Linked DNA regions of Mus musculus: region 1 is linked to region 2. A link is a contact called in public HiChIP or PLAC-seq data. All regions are on one chromosome and are shown on one strand. The core of a region is the stretch at or near the end of the contact, and the rest is flanking DNA. Distances in the headings are between cores, read along the strand shown.

Region 1 (5,378 bases), core at 1,502-4,001, 140 kb after region 2:
CTGCCCTACAGTGCACTGTGTGGCGGCACTGGTGAGGTGATTGGGAGGCGTGCTATAGGAACCCTAGCCCAAGACTGAGTGACTTTCTACCCATGCTTAATTAAGGCTTTTGTTTCCTGTTTTTCTACCAAATCCCAGTGTTAAGCTTGACCATGGTGGGAGAGGACTACAAAAGGAAAAGCCTTGGTAGCATTTGAAATGTAAATGAAGAAAATATCTAATAAGAAAATTGTTTAAAAAAAAGGAAAGGGAAAAGCCTTGGTGCTCTTAACACTTTTGTTTTAAAGCGGGGAAAGGGGCTGGTGAGATGGCTCAGTGGGTAAGAGCACCTGACTGCTCTTCCGAAGGTCTGAAGTTCAAATCCCAGCAACCACATGGTGTCTCACAACCACCCATAATGAGATCTGATGCCCTCTTCTGGTGCATCTGAAGACAGCTACAGTGTACTTACATGTAATAAAAAGGGGGAAAAAATTAGTAGAAACATTCTGATTTGTCTTCCTGAAAATAGTACAAGAAACATTTACCCAGTCCCATGTTTGTGTTTAATAAACCTCTCACTATTTTAGTAAACTCTTACTTACAAAGGTGACGGGTCTGTTCTTCCTTCCTGGGGAGTCAGTATCTTCACATTGTAAAATGCCAGGGTTGTAATATTCCTACTCTTAACATGATAGGTTTCATGGAATACTCCTTAATGCTAAAAAAGGTTGTATTACTTTTAGAATACAGAATACAAAGGAGAGTATTGGGCAGACCATCCCACGATAAAAATTTTTTGGGAAGTGTTTCATGAATTACCACTAGAGAAGAAGAAACAATTTCTATGTAAGTATATTCTGAGACAATAATCTAAAGTATTAGCTCAGTTTAGTCTTTGTTATTAAGATTTTTATTTACATGTATGTTGTATCTGTGCCGAGTATAATGTATACAGGTATCCCGGAAGGCCAGAAGGGTATGCCATGCGTCAGACCCCCTGGAGCTTTTATAGTTGTGGGCTTTATCTATAGAGCTCAAGTGATGTCTGCAGTTGCCTGAGATCCTGTGTCAAAGAAACAGCGTTGGAGAACTAGAGAGAGCTGGGAGCGCAGCTTAGCAAGGGAAGCCTGACTTGGAGTTCAGTCCCTGGGACCCACATGGAAAAGGAGAGAACTTAGAAAGCTTAACTAACCAGTTTTCTAAATGGCTCTTCCAAAAAGGATTTCTAAAAGCTTTTGCCATTGTTCATCAAGTATTGAGTACTTCCTTTAAAATAATGAATGCAAAACTAGACTGTGTTGTCTAAATTGTTTTCCTTGGCAGTATTTTTGACAGGTAGTGATCGGATTCCCATTCTTGGTATGAAGAGTCTGAAACTAGTCATCCAGTCAACAGGAGGTGGTGAGAGCTATCTCCCGGTTTCCCATACCTGTTTTAATCTTCTAGATCTCCCAAAATATACAGAGAAAGAAACCCTCCGATGTAAACTGATCCAAGCTATTGATCACAATGAAGGCTTCAGTTTAATATGACCTTGGACTTTTCTGTTTAGTACAAAAACCACTCGTGTTTCTCTTGTGAATTCAGCACAGTGAGAGTTACTTCTGTAATTCTTACTTATAAATTGTTCACTACTGTACTGATGAAAGCCCAAAATTAAAAACTGTGCATTAATACTAAACTGTACAGAACCATGAATTGTCCATCCTCATACAAGTATTGTGAATACATTAAAGTTTTACTCACAGGAATTTTAAGAGTTTGCATATTTCGGAAATTACCTGATGTGTGGGTGCATGGAAATGTTGCTTACTGTTTCTTCAATCACTGGGGGGAAAGACTACGATGGCCTGCCCACAGTCATTTGATTATTTTTCCATTTTGTAAATAAAAATTTTGTAATAAAATAGTGACATTCAGATACCAGTAGTTTCTATGGTTGTAATTGAACAGAGTTTTAAGGGTTAAAATTTATGATTCAGTCTCACTTGCAGATTCTATCTGTAAAAATCATGGTGGAAATGATCTCTAGACAGGGTTTCTCTGTATAGCCCTGGATGTCCTGGAGCTCACTTTGTAGACCAGGCTGGCCTCGAACTCAGAAATCCGCCTGCCTCTGCCTCCAGAGTGCTGGGATTAAAGGCATGGGCCACCACGCCCGGCGGAAATGATCTTTTTGCTACAATATGCAGACCTAAATTAAGTGTTACTTAACTTTAAGCTTTCTGAGTCCTGAGATAGATATAAGCCACTGTGAGAAACAATCACGAGTTACAGCTTTAAAACTACTGATGCTGCAGTATTCAATTTTTAGTGCTTAGAAAATCTGAGATTTTAAATGGTGCTGTTGCTTATTTTCAGTTTATTAATGTGGGATAACTGAATATGAATTGATGTGGTACATCTAACAGAAATGCCATAAAAAGCTTAAAATACTTAATATCTTTGATTTAACTTAGGTGGTTTGTGTTATGTGTAGGCCAGGCATCCCAGTCACAAGCTGAGAACCACACAAAAGCAGTAAGCACTCAACTGCTGAACTCTTGCAGCCAACACTATTTTGAATTGTTTTGGTGAGGCTATTTGGGCTATTCACTAAAACGGACTCCTGTCTAAAAATGCTTAGTTGGGACACACACCTTTTTCCTTCAAAGCGCACTCCTCCCTACAAAAAATGAGATCTTAAGTTAGTAAGTTAGTCCCTGTGTATGTACAAGAGTCACCTACTGTGGGCATGCCCACCACACCCAGCAGTGTTCTGGGTGAGGCTCTGGCTATTTGTACTGTCATCTCATTTGGCATTCTTTCCAAATTGGAGGAGGAGGGGGAACCACAGACCACATTAAACCATTTCTCCACTTGGTGTATTTAGCTTTCTTTGCCAGGTGTCTTTTACATGGCCAGCTTTGGATTCACTCTGGTCTGACACTAGAAAACCAACACCCTCAGTCTTACTAAACACAGGTAACAAATGTGTTAAGATAGACTTTCTTGAGGCATTTAGTGATAGCAACCCTTACTGGGCTAGTATGCTATGAACAATGGAAGTTAACGGGAAAAAAGTCAAATGACAATTTTAATATAAGACTTTAAAACAAGATACAAGTATAAAACACTGTTTTTGTATTTCAAAAGTTGGAGGAAGATAATCCAGTCATTAAACGGTCTACAAAACATATGCCAGATTACATAAAAGTCTATGTACAATATAAAAAGAGCTGAAAACAGTCTTCACTGTAAAAATAATTTAAAACAAATTTTTCAATTTAAAATATTGTCTATAGCACAAACACATCATGCAAATGGAAAACTAAATATACTGCATTCTTTAGTGTAGCCAAATAAATTCAGTTATCTTTTAGGTAGGGAAATGAGCTACTTAATACTTTTCTCCTCTGGCAGTAATGGTCCTAACTGGGTATTTTATGCATAAAGAACAGCTATATTTCAAATCATTTTTTTGTAATAAATACTAAACCCACATGAATATTTAAATTTGGGGGCAATGTTCCAAAGAAGTCTGTAAAATAAATACTGACTTTCTGAGGTGTGAACTGTTTGAAAGGCTAAAAGTTTCTGCAGTTGAGAAAATTGATCCCTAGTTTTAAGGCAAGCTAAGCTTTTAAATAACTAAGAACTAGTTTCATTTGACTATTGGATCTGTATTCATCTCCATAATACAAGGCTAACACCTTGGGATACATTACACCAAATCCTCAACAGGCAACAGTGTACTTTCTGGTTGAGCTACAATTTATCTTATGACTTTGGGACTTTAATTAAGAGGCCTATTGCTTTCCTCATTAATGGAAAAACAGCAGTCCAAAATATTACACTCTCCCCAGTAGAAGTACCATTATTAGATTCAGAAAGGCTTTGCATATTCACATCTTGGCAGTATTTGTGGTGAAGATCTATGCAGGCTCTACCACAGTGATAGGTATTTAATTAAACAATGGCAAATATTCAAACTAAGGGGACCTATATAGACAGGCACTATTGTTTCTAGAACAACTGAAACACATTTCCAAATCATTTATCAGATTAGTCTCAGGGGCCTGTTTGGACATTACCACGTCTGCAGCAAGTACAAAAACGATGCAGTAAGTACGCTTCACACACTGAGCACCAAGTTTTGAGTGCTCCAGACACGGTGCTGACTCCTCACATTACAAGTCATCTGTGATTTTAAAAAGTTAGCTGCCACAAGTTTTGGAAAATGCCAGTGTTTAAAAAGTTAACTGTCCTAAAAATAAAAGTTCAGCAGAACAGAAATTGAGGGCTTTAAACTATTCAATGTTACAAACAAAAAAGTGTGAAATACCATTCTTTGGTCTAGATAAGCTGTTCCCTTTACATTAACATTCCAATGGCTTTTGAAAACTTTAAAAGGTTGAAACTCATTAGGCAAAAAACAAAATTATACATACATACGAATGTATCATACAAATGAACCTTGAAAGGAAGATGAAGTCAACCAACAGTGTTGAATGTACAAGTACAAACAGAAATGATGGAACTTTAGAAATTATCCAAGAAGACAATCTATTTTCCAGTCTATAAATAATACATCTTTCAGATTTCCTTGTTCAAGTTCACAAGTAAACATTCATTTTTTGACATGCTAAAGTTCCCAATGCTGGTGGAGCAATTCCTGAATCCGGACAGCTTCAATAGTGTTATGATTTGTCTGATGGATAGTTTACATCTGTCAATTCCTGTCTTGTAGCTATAGCTTCATTAACAACCTCTTGATCCCCTCCATCAGCTCCAAATCCAGATCCTCCAGCACATTCGGGCCTCTCCGTATCATCTTCCAAGCCATTGTAGAATTCTTCAATTTCACTTTCATCTTCCAAGGGTTCTTCTAAACTTGGACTCTGGCATGTGCCACTGTCACTGTTACTGCCACAGGAACTAGAGGACAAGACGTCATCTTCAGAGTCTGAGTATACCTCAGCACCGTGGAATATGTAACGATTTGGTGGTACAAACAGGTATTGATTACCTGAAATACAGAAGAAAATAGCACTTAGAATTTTATGTGTCCCTTAGTACCTAACTTGTTGGCTTACTCTTGAACTCAACTCTTACTTCTGCCTCCTGAAGGCTGGGATTACATCTTTTCAAGTCTAACAGCTCCCTTGTTTGCACCAATGACCAGAAACATACTTCCAAAGCTTGTTCCAGGGGCAAATATGATACAGGCCAAGTGCAATTCCCAGAGCACAAGCCTCCCATTGTGTATGAACAGATTGTGCCTGTGTTAGAGGGGAGGGAGCAGTGTTTGCACCACCCTAACAGTTGACAGGACAAAATAGGTGTCCAGTAGATAGGAACCCTGTTTTCGAGATCTTAAACAAGGCAGCCTTGTTTGAGCAAGAAGGTAGAAGAGG
Region 2 (5,513 bases), core at 1,093-3,592:
CGTGTAGACACAATGTAAAGTGACAGTCTGGGGTCACAGATAAGTGACCAGGTAACTGCCTCCCACACAAGAGGCCTTGGGCTTAGCCCTAAGCACCAAGACAGGAAAATATGCATTAATTATATGCAAATAACAAATAAAATACATGGCTTTATATAGGGGGACTCAAGCGTTATAGATAGCCACAGGGGTCTTCCGGAATCGATCCACTGATAACAGTGGGTGCTATGTAAACAAAGAACCTTACCCCATAAGGCTGTGAAGTGACAGACAGTTTTCCAGTAACAAGCAACTAACCATTAAATATTTTTGATATAACAATATATTGAGGCAACATGAAAGGAAAAAATCGGGGTGCTGGTTTAATGCAGGGATGCTGTCTCAGCCAACAGACAGAAATCAACAGAGAATAGCTTACGCCAGCGTATGCTCAGAGGCATCTCGCTGAACTAAGGTCTCTCACTTTCTGTGAGAACAAAAGTGAGATTATTTGCCCATTGTATTCACAGTTACCCTGATGCAGCAAAAGCCACAGAAAGTAAAGAGAGCACGGGGTGTTTCAGCCACATTAATGGAAGCATGTCACAGAGCAGACTAAGACAGCGAGCCCAACACACCCACAAAGAACAGAGTTGGACAAAGCAGCAAAAAGCATTAGTTTTTATCAACCCCCGCCCCCCCCCCCACCCCTTGGAGGCTGTGTCTCACTCTGTAGTCTGGGCTGGCCTGGAACAATGTAGCCCAGGTTACCTTCTTCCTCTCGGGTGCTGGAATGGAAGGGGTGTGCACCCAGCAGCTTTTTATTGAATCTTAACCCTGAGTCTATGTTTTTAAATATCCTGGGTGATGGAGTGGGGTGTGACAGAAGGGATTGCTGCCTCTTGAGGAGGGTCCTTGTGCTGTGCTCAAACTGAAGGCTAAGCTAACTGTTTAATGCATGGTGTGATCTTTTAGGTGGATCTTTAACTTGAAACCTGGTAGACGGGATATGGACACTCAGACCTGGGTCACGAACCACAGGAAGCAAATTTGTCATCTCATGTAAGAACAGCGGACAGTATTTGCTGCTGACAGGTTAAAAAATGTCTTTCCTGGGAGAAACCAGAAAACTTTTATGTCTCCTACAGTGAGTTTAGGTTTCTTACTACCTTAAAGTTTTGATTACTTTTTTAAAAAGTGTAATCAATGATTTAACAAATGATTTTTTTAATGCCACGTTTTGGAAGATCTGCATTCTTCACTTCCCAAATGACAAATGGAAGATATTGTCCCTGTGGAGTTCAAAATGACCCGGTGGGTTTTAACACCAGGGGACAAAAGTTCTTTGGTAGGATTCAGGTTTCCCCCTGTGCACTAACCTTTAAGAAGCCATGAGCTGAAAGGCTGAGAAACACTAATGTTTCCAATCCCCCATCAGTACTGACACTTCAGTACTGGGTGACTTCAGCCCCAACAGCATATTACAATAGACTGAGTGCCGAAGCAAATTCACATGTGTACATACAACATATATCACACATACCTATCATACAGACACTTACTAAAGCAATGCCACTCTTCTGGCTAAGTTTTTTGATTTGGAAAATACTCTTCATCAAATTATTTTAGAGTGACCTGTTTTATTATTATTATTATTATTATTATTAATTATTATAAAATGGATGAATACTTGGAACACTGTACTTTTCATTTCTAACATGATATGTAATTATAACTCATATGAACAAAATTTCTAGGCTGGAGACAGTAAGCTTGTTTCTGTACAGGAAGGGATCGGGGAGGGAGGAGACAGGGAGGGAGAGGAGGAAGGAAGGGGAGGACATAAGAAAAAGCCTTCTTTTGGGCCTCAGTGATCTTTAAGATTGTAAAAGGGAACTAAGAACAAAAATATTGAGCACTGTGAACTGTAAGAGACCTAGAGGGAAATAAACAGGAAACTGTAAGGAGAATCGAAAGTAGTCCGCTCTGTAATAGTTGCTCTTTTATTTTTTTATTTTTATTTTTTGAGATAGTGTCCTGGGTAACATGGAACTCACTTTATAAGAACCAAGCTGGCCTCAGACTCTCAGGAAGCCACCCATCTCTGCCACTGGGGAGCTGGAATCGAGGCGTGTGCTACCACGCCCTGACCTGTATTTCAATTTTCGAATTTAGATTGTATGTGCGTTGGTGTTTGGGTTACATGGATGTCTGTCCATCTTGTGTGTGTGTGTGTGTGTGTGTGTGTGTGTGTGTGTGTGTGTGTGTGTGTATGTGTGTGTGTGTGCCTGGTGCTCACGGAGTGTGAGTGATGCATGCCCCGGGACTAGTGTTACAGAGGGTTTGTGAGCTGTTAGGTGGGCGCTGGGTTTTAGCCCAGGTCGTGTAGAAGAGTATATAGCACTCTTAACCACTAAGCTATCTCTCTAGTGTCTGCATTTGAATTTTTAAGCAATGTATCAGGGTGTTTTTTTTTTCCTAAAACAAATGTAAGTAGTTTTTTTTTTTAAACAAATAAATTTCTTCCTTTATGTAAACATTATAGGACTGTCTCAATTCCTTCCGTAAGCTTTCTCTTCTTTACCGGAAGAAAGTGGGATCATCTCCGGGAAATTGGATGCCCAGAGGGAGCTAAGTGGGTGGGGTGGGGTTGGGGGAGGGTGGGATGGGGTGGGGTGGGGTGGGGTGAGTACGCGTGTAGGTTCCCGTGCTTGAGCCCTTAGTCAGAAGCATTGAAAATGCTTACTCAGCCTGTCCGACTGGCTTCGGCTAGGGCTGTTCCTCAGCCCTTTTTTTAATCTCTTTCACACTGAGATCCAATCAGAAACTAGAGTGTCCAGATTGCCTTCCGAAAGGCTCCTAACCCCACCCAGCACCCTGAAGCCTTCCGAGGGTGGGAGAGAGACCCCTGACCACAGAGCTACCCTTGTTCCGGAAAGCTCTCGGAGAGATGACCTCACCTACTCCAGATTTCCAGAATGCCAATCCCTAGACACTCACAGGAGGGCAGGAGATGCCCAGTGTGGTTTGAGGCTCAGAAGAAATGAGGCACCGGGTTGGGGAAATAGGGCAGATCCAAGCCTCACTTTTACATGCCAGAGTCACGACTGGCCAAGTCTGCCAGTCTGTTTTCCAGATTTTTTTTTTTTTGGCTGCCTATCATTATATTTTACTGTTAATTACTAGTGCATCTAAAACGCGACTTGGATAAATATTGTGACTTGTCGTCTCAGCACGTTAACAAGTTCTAAGTATAATTTGATCATGTTCTTCTGACTCGCCAGTAATAGTGCTTGTTAAGAGAGCGCTTGCTTCGAGTTCTCCCTTAACCTTGCCCCAGTCCTTCCAAAGTCCCCTTCCGACCGCACCTTCTGTTATTTTGGTAGGCCCTGTTCCCTTTCTTTCTAGAACCTACAGATGATGAATTGATTTGCAAGTTTATATGTTTAACGTCACTTTCCCTGATTGGCTGTGAAGACCACAGGACCTATCAAGGACAAGAAGCTATGTTGTGTTTTAAAACAATTTATATTCTTCTTTTAAAAATGTTTATGTATGCTGGGCAGTGGTGTCACCCCCACACACACACACACACACCTTTGATTCCAGCACTGTTGAGGCAGAGGCAGGCAGATCCCTGAGTTCAAGGCCAGCCTGGTCTACAGTGAGTTACAGGGCTGGCCTGTATCACAAAACCAAAACCCTGTCTCAAAAACAAAAAGAAAAGAGAAAAGAAATGTGTATGAGTTCTTTCAGGTGAGAGCAAGTTGATAACTTAAGAGAAGCACAAACAAGCTGCTGTCACAGATGAAGACACTGACCCCGCCCTTACCACTTGGCTACATTTATGTAGAGCAAAGGAGACTCTTCTGGGCAACAAGAAGAAAGCAATTCCTAAACTTGGGGTGACCGGGGTTTCAGAATTCTCCATTCCTGGTCTCCTCCCAGGTGCTGGGATCAGGGGTTTATAGATCCCCAGGCTGGCCTCTAACTCTCCCTAGCTTAGGATGGCCTTGAACTTCTGACCTTCCTACCTCTACCTCCCGAATTCATCAAACCAGGGAATCAGACCAGGGTTTTGTGCCTATAAGGCAAACACTTTACCAGCTGAATTTCATCCCCTAAAATAATATGTTTTAAAGAGTAGATTACGTTGGTCAAGGCTCACTTGCCCCAAACTTGAACTGCTTCTACCTAGAAACTCTTCCTTTTCTTTAAGCCATTGCCTTCATGTCTAAATCATCACACAATCTGCTTATTTATTAAGGTTAGCCTTTATTGTCTGTTCTCCTTCCAGAATGTAGTATTTTAGGAAACTTCATTTTCCTTAAAGGACTCCTGTGTCCCTGAAATATTTCCTGATACGTAGCAAGGGCCTTTAAGTGTTATCTGAGGAGCAGACAGACAGATTTTTCAGGTTTTGCCCTCATCAATTTGATGTATTGAAGTCTGCGTTACCTGTTTAAAAGTATAGTTTATTCTTTCCTTTGTCTGCTAGGTTGGTGAGAATGTATGTGCGCTTATGTGCTTGCACAGATGAAGGCCAGAGGTCAATGCTGGGTGTCTTCCTCAGTTACTCTCTACTGCCTACCTGTTTGTTTGTTTGTTTGTAGGACAGGGTTTCCCATTGGCCTGAAGCTCACAGACTTGATTTGGGTGGTCTGACTGGCTCGAATGCACCAGTGTTCCACCCTATTCATGCCACCAAAGCATGCTCCGGTGGCTAGGCGAGGTTATTATGTGTGGGCAGAGGAGCCAAACTCAAGCCCTCAGGTTTGTGCAACAAGCATTTTACCAAACGAGCCATGCCTGGACCCTGCTAACTTACATCTTCTAGAATGGACTCCTTTGTCTGCTCCCTAGGGAGCTGGGTGGGTGTTGATTTTCCTGAGCTGTTTGAAACCCTTGCCTGTTCAGGACAATTGGCTCTGATTACAGGAGACAAGAGTTTCTGGTGATTGTTGGTGAAAGGCAGCCGCGATTTCAGCCGGGCGAACGAACGCTGTGTACCAGAAGTGCCCCAACCCTCCTGGCTATTGTTAGCTATCTGGGCCACTGCCTGGGCCACTGCCCCGGCCCCTCCGGAACACACCTGCTGTGTTGGCTCCTGTATTCAGGATTGTGCTGGGTGCTCAGCCCAAGCAAAGAAAGTGGGAAGCCCTGACCCACACAGCTGCTTTAAATGTAGCCCCGAGGTTGATCACGCTGACTGCTAGTGTCCTCTTCTAGCCATTGGGTTTCTCCCCTCTGAATCTGGAGCATGCCCAGAAGCGTTCCTAAGACCTATCCCATTTTCTCTGAAATATGATTTGGATTTCGGTTTTCATTGTCAATCAGGGTTCATATTATTTAAGATGTCAGTGAATCTTTAGATTTTACAGGACCCTTCCGAGGCCTTTATTGTATAGTCTGTATACATTACTGTATATTCAGGAGGTTGGATTATTTATCTTAAAGAGGATGTCTCTAGTTTATAGATGCATCGAGACTCACAGAACTGGTATCTGTCTTCCATGTGGGATCTCTACCTTTTA

The links. HiChIP or PLAC-seq counts read pairs in DNA pulled down with a chosen protein or histone mark.
Region 1: an H3K27ac HiChIP or PLAC-seq map of embryonic stem cells shows a contact between it and region 2, with 14 read pairs. The contact joins two enhancer-like sites. A contact is called at or near these places in 1 of 15 datasets of contacts at CTCF or cohesin (the NIH/3T3 cell line), 6 of 484 Hi-C or Micro-C datasets (DN3 thymocytes, bone marrow-derived macrophages, double positive thymocytes and 2 more), 4 of 115 datasets of contacts at active chromatin or transcription factors (bone marrow-derived macrophages, embryonic stem cells and stem cell-derived neural progenitor cells) and 3 of 9 other capture datasets (adipose tissue, liver and pancreatic islet).

What each region holds. Positions count from the first base shown.
Region 1 is chr10:63,315,975-63,321,352 of GRCm38.p6, forward strand. Herc4 (hect domain and RLD 4) reads left to right here. Exons shown (of 25, transcript NM_026101.4): 24 at 726-828; 25 at 1,306-1,907. The coding sequence ends at 1,514. It overlaps Sirt1 (sirtuin 1), which reads right to left. Exons shown (of 9, transcript NM_019812.3): 9 at 3,031-4,990. The coding sequence ends at 4,662. Among named protein-coding and RNA genes, the nearest start is that of Sirt1, 20 kb to the right of the region's middle. Within about 2 kb of position 2,752, at least 3 of the 459 cell types and tissues checked have an H3K27ac peak or open chromatin away from gene starts, as enhancers often do. A contact at or near this core is called in embryonic stem cells, where this site is marked.
Region 2 is chr10:63,174,714-63,180,226 of GRCm38.p6, forward strand. The region is part of intron 2 of Mypn (myopalladin); the gene reads right to left. Among named protein-coding and RNA genes, the nearest start is that of Mypn, 26 kb to the right of the region's middle. Within about 2 kb of position 2,343, at least 129 of the 459 cell types and tissues checked have an H3K27ac peak or open chromatin away from gene starts, as enhancers often do. A contact at or near this core is called in embryonic stem cells, where this site is marked.